Regions from separate parts of the Manis javanica genome. Here region 1 is linked to region 2. Evidence: chromatin contacts called from public Hi-C data. All regions are on one chromosome and are shown on one strand. Each heading gives the region's core, a stretch centred on a gene start, on an enhancer-like site or on the middle of the called end of the contact. The rest is flanking DNA. Distances are from core to core; before and after follow the strand shown. Region 1 holds the start of ZPR1 (ZPR1 zinc finger). Region 2 holds the start of SIK3 (SIK family kinase 3).

Region 1 (2,700 bases), core at 61-2,560, 270 kb before region 2:
CTGCTATCAAGTGCCTGTACGATCCTGAGCAATTCACTTGAACTCTCTGGGCCTTAGTTTCATTTGTAAAAGGAGGAGGCAGGCAGGGAACAAGATTCCATTCATCTCTAGTAACAGCGATGCTAAAATTCTGTTACATGCACATTGCCCTCTTACTATCACCATCTATGACCGCAAGCTTTCTGCTTATGCTAAACCAATGAAGAGCACAAAAGCTACATGGCCAAACCCATAATCAAGCCACTAGACCTGGAACCGGGGACTGTGCAAGTAAATTAGTAAGATTCCAGCAGGGCATGAAAAGCCCAACTACCCTGATCTTAAACTTACCTCCCTTCTGGCTGAAGGCAGGAATTTCAAAATCCAGCTCTGGGATCCTTGTGGTGGCAGAGTCAGTCTTCACTACTTCTCTGTTCATATCCTGGGCAGAAAGAAAAACTCAGCCAGAAGGGTCCACAGTACATCCTACCGTCAGGAAGCAACAGACTGTTCCCCTGCATCAGACCCCAACCCAGAGGGTTCCAGTCTCCACTCCAGGGGCTCAGACGACCCCTGCGGAACAGTCCCGTGCTAGGAGCCAGGCTGCGGGAATGACAGCACTACGCATAACAACTGCTGCTAATCTGAGGCCCTCTGACAAAGAGATGACAGCGCCAGCCCCATTTCCCAAAAGGGGGGAAGTGGGCTTAGACACGAAGGCCCCTCCGCAGGGACCAGAGCTGGGACTCAAACCCCAAGCCTTCCGTGCGACGCTGCGGAACCGGCCCCGGCTCCTCTCACCTCCTGGGCCCTGACGGCCAGGGTGTAGCGCACTCCCTGGTCCTGGATCCTGCCTGCCGACTGGATCTCCGTGTTGCTCCAGCCGCAGTGCTCGCAGGAAAAGGAGCTCACGATTATTTCTCGGAAGAAGGGGATCTTGGTGAGCAGCAGGCGTGTCATTCCCTGGGAGGCAGAAAGGCGCTAAGGAGAGAACCGATGGAACCGCACTTCCCAGTGACTGACCGCGGGCCGCCCGGTAGCCCGGCCCGCGCCCACCCGGCCGGCCGCAGCTCAGTCCCCCGCCGCCCGCGCCCGCGCCCCGCCTCACGTTGCGGAAACAGTTCATGCACAGCGACTCGATCTCGGTGGGCTGCTGCTCGTCGTCCTCGGCGCTGATAGGCCGGAACAAGTGCCCCGGGGCGGAGGCCCGGGCAGGGGTGGGCGAGGGGGCAACAGCAGCTCCCGGGGGGCCGGGCTCCACTGCCCCGCCAGCCGACATCGCGACCACGTGCGGAGAGGGCCCCACTTCCGGCTTCCGCTCCTCTGTGGACCCACCTCTTCCGTCACTTACGCCACTGTTCCCCGCCCCCTCTTAAAGAGGCCGCAAACCTGGGCCCTCGGAACCTTCTCTGACAAGTCTTCCAGGTTACAGGGAATACACGGTCCAGACTTTCACAGACAGTCGGCTTCAGGCTTTGCCTCCACCTCAACGTAGGTGTCACTGAGACAGGGACCGTGGGTGTAGTCAGTGTAGGGTGAGGGACTCCGGGAAAAGCAAGGCAGGATATTTACAGTCAGAGTAATGTAACTATATGCAAGGAAACCCCCTACCAAAACGCTGTGTTAAACATTAAGCTCTAGAGTCATTCTTCGCTGAGATCAATTGATACTCCCCAGATAAAGGAAAGTAGCCCATGTTTTTATTATGCTATTCGTTTGTAATCATGTGTAAGATTCACTTTAACGTGCTAAAAAGGGACTTAATGTCTCATCAAGGGCAAACATCCTAAGACCACTTTTAACAAGTCCACACCCTAAGGCCTTTATCGGTTCCCAAAGATCCTCAACTGCCCATAAATCCCCTAGACAACACACCACCCCAGGCTCTCTTGTCCACTCACAGTGTGAGCCAGGATCTCTGTCCTCATTGTATCTCTCAATAAAAGCCTCTCCCTGGCTCTCCTACCTTGGGTGTTTGCTAAGTCCATTCTTCGACTCTGCAAACAAGGACCCCAGCGTCATCACTTCTCAGATCCAGGGCAGTTTTCTGCTCCTTAGCAATAGCTACACTGCACAGAGTTCTAACCACTAGTCCGTAGGTCTGACTACAAGAGCTTGAGACAAGGCGCCTCGTTTGCCCCTGTTGTCCCCCAGGAGATGCGCTCCAACCTGGGCTTGCTTCCAGGCCCACCCCTAGGCATGACAGACAGCTGTCATCTAAAGCAGAGCCCAGCTACCCCAGATCCTTCTGACAGACCTGGACAATGAGGAAGACCAGCAAGGGATTGGGGTGGGTGATGGGTGTGCATTTGGGATAGTGGTGAGGCCACTGCTTTCAGACATGCTCCAAATGAGAATCACAGCAGGCAAATAAGCTTCCATCATAAGCATATATTTCTTCTGAGTCAGAAGTCTAGACTTCAGCCTGGGAATCAGGAGGGAAGAGCTGGAGATGGGGAGAGCACACAGATACTTCAGAGGGTCTAAGAAACCCCCACAGTTTGAAGGGCTTGGTCAGCTGTTTAGATGTAAAGCTATGCAAGAAGAAAATGGGCTCTGCTCCCTCTCATCACACCCCCACCATTTGTACCCATCAGCATCAGAGCCAGGAGATATATAAACACACACACATCATATGCTCTCCTCATCATATTTTCCACCTTTCTCCCTTCTCTTCCCCCAACAGAAGCTGTTATGTCAGTCCTGGGGAGAAGAGAGCTC
Region 2 (2,700 bases), core at 58-2,557:
TACAGGAAAGGGCTAACCCGTATTTCCACAGGAAAAATGAATCTTCTACGTAAAATGTTATGTGTGTACATATATGGCTTCCTAATCGACCTTGGCTAATTTCACTACTACAGCTCCACAAATCCCTTGAGAACCAAAGGGCCCCGTGAGTGTGATCCCCTGGTGTCCGGGTTCCTCACACACGTCCTCGGTCACCAGGCCTTCCCCCCCACCCCGACCACCGTGAGCCCACCCTGTGTTCTATGAAGCCCACAATTCCAGACCGTCCAGCAACTAAAAATAACCAGCACTCCAGCTCTCCCAAATTGTTTAACCCCTGCTTACCTAGTGCCACCATGTGCGCCCCTTCCTGCGGAAAAGCAAAGTAATTTTCCCTCCTGATTTCCCCATTTTCTACATCGCCTCCTGCAGTCAAAATAATCTTGTCGGTCTTCGGGCTCCCATTCCCCCCGTCCCCCCGTCAGGGCCGATCCAACGCGGACCGGATCTGTCATAAGGTCCCAGGCGCCTGCTACCTCCCCGCACCCTGCGCCCACCGCACACCCCCGGGCACATCCCGGCCGGCCTTGGCCCTCTCCTGACCAGATCGCCCTTGTCTCCCCCCACCTCCTGGTGCCCATTTCCTGTGCCCCTGCCCTCCTTCCCGCAGGATTTCCTAATTGCTGGTTCCACAGTCGTCTTGGCTTACAGTCTCCTGGCTCGGCCAGAGTTCAAACCTCTCTCCACCCAGCCCCTGCGCTGCCCTCCGGGGAGCCCCCTCCCCAACCGCGGCGTCCCGGGTCCCGGAGCTCGGCGGCCCCCTCCCCTCCGCCCCGGAGTTCCCCTCTCGCGCCCCCCGCGCCGCCCCGACGGCCCCTGCCCGCTGCCCCGCGCTCCCCGACAGCCCGAGCCGCGCTCGCCGCGCCGACCCCTCGGCGCGCTGTCGCCGGTCCCTCCGGCCGCCGCCGCACTCGGACGCCAGGTCCCGGGCTGCGCACCCGCGGCCCCCAGCCCCACCGCGCCGCTACCTTGGCCTTGGTGACGAGGTGCGTGGCCCGCTTGACCACGGCGAAGTTGCCCTTGCCGATGGTGCGGTCGATCTCGTAGTAGCCGATGCGGGCAGGCACCGGCCCGCGGGAGGCCGGGGCCGGGGGACGCGGCGGGCCGGCCGCCGGGGGCACCGACGTGGGGGCGGCCGGGGGCCCCGGGGCGGGCGGAGGCAGCAGGCGGCCGGCCGGCCCGGCTCCCCCCGCCCCGGCCCCGGCAGCCCCGCCAGCTCCGCTCGCCGCCGCCGCCGCCATCTTGTTGTGCAGTGAAACCTCCCGGGCCGCGGGAGCCGGCGGGGTGGGGGGGGGAGAGGGCGGGGGGGCGGGAAAAGGAGGGGGGCGGGGGAGCTGGCGGACGTCACCCCGGGGGGCGGGGCGCCCGCGCCGCCGGGGCCCGGAGCCATGGCAACCGCGCGTCACGTGCCGACGCGCGTCATTGCCCGGAGTCATGGCAACCGTGACCTCACGGGCAGCTCGACCTTCCCGCGTGGGCCGGGTTCCCGAGGCGCGGGCTCCCGGGCGCCCCCCTCTGGGGAGGACACCGTGGGCGCCGCCAGCGCCCCCGCGCGCCCCGAGCCGCCGCCGCGCTCCCAGACGCAGAGCCGGCCCCGCCGCGTGTGGCATCGCTCAGGTGACCCCTAGTGCGCCCCCCGTCCCACTTCGGCGGTCACGCAGGCTCTCTAACGCAAAATGTTTCCTGTTCACCAAAAATACCAGCCGCGTCCCACTTTAGCCCTTGAGGCCGCAAAGGCAGGGATAGGTAACCAGGCGGGAGCGAGGCAGGGGAATTCTTCGGAAAATTCCTTCCTCTTACAAAACCCAGCTCACCGGCGCAACCAACCTAATTGTCACCCAACGGAGGGCAATGGGGAAACCAGGATCTGCGTGCTCGAGGGCGGGGGAACCAGCCCAAACAGGCATCCCAGCCACTGGCTAGGCGGGGGCCGCGGGAGGTGCCCATTCTCCTTCCTCCCACCCTGTCCCCGAACAATTCCATAGCCAGATGACTGTCAGCGCCGGCGTCCCACTTCCATCGCTTGTATAACCCTGACGAAGCAGCGGTGCACACTGCCCGCATCCCACGTCACGGTTATGTAGGCAGACGACAGTCTGTTGGGCAAAATAAGTATGTAAATAATAAAATAAAAATTCCATCCTACTGGTGACCCTCCCAAGGACATTAAAGGTGATCACACGTATAATTCCAATAATAAATCTCGTCTCCCTTTTTCTTTGCTCCTCTGTTACTTGGCATTCCACACCCTCCAGATTTCCCTTTTCCCCCCCCTTTCCTTTATTAAGTAGGTGGACCTAACCGCTTTAGTTGGGGTTGAGGAGGGAAAGGCTATCGGGCTGTCAGTGACAAGGTCTTCAGCAGGCTAGCGGGGAGGAGGGAAGACTTGCAGACACTCCGATGTGCACGTGCATCCTTCAGTCCAGTCCCCAGCCATCCACCTGCGTGTCTCAGCTGTGTTGTCAGGTCACTGCATGTACAATATTAAAAGTGGATGCCCAGGGGACTGTAGGTGTGTGAGGAGGGCGCAGTTTTACTCTCTCTGACCAAAAGATATATACTTGCACTCTAATTCCCCATCTGACTATGAGTAATGTCTAGGACCAGGACAGGACAGAGAGGCCATTCCACAATTGGTCTTGGATCAATTCCCTGGTGGCT

What was found. Hi-C and Micro-C count contacts between places; a contact is called where the count stands out from the background.
Region 1: a Hi-C map of blood shows a contact between it and region 2, with 7 times the contacts expected there. The contact joins the promoter of ZPR1 here to the promoter of SIK3 in region 2. A contact is called at or near these places in 2 of 2 Hi-C or Micro-C datasets (blood and fibroblasts).

The regions. Positions count from the first base shown.
Region 1 is chr6:146,509,739-146,512,438 of MJ_LKY, reverse strand. ZPR1 (ZPR1 zinc finger) reads right to left here and starts at 1,310. Exons shown (of 13, transcript XM_036992725.2): 1 at 1,088-1,310; 2 at 781-942; 3 at 331-421. The coding sequence starts at 1,258. It overlaps APOA5 (apolipoprotein A5), which reads right to left. Exons shown (of 4, transcript XM_017654120.3): 4 at 2,351-2,700.
Region 2 is chr6:146,240,830-146,243,529 of MJ_LKY, reverse strand. SIK3 (SIK family kinase 3) reads right to left here and starts at 1,307. Exons shown (of 26, transcript XR_012132740.1): 1 at 1,008-1,307.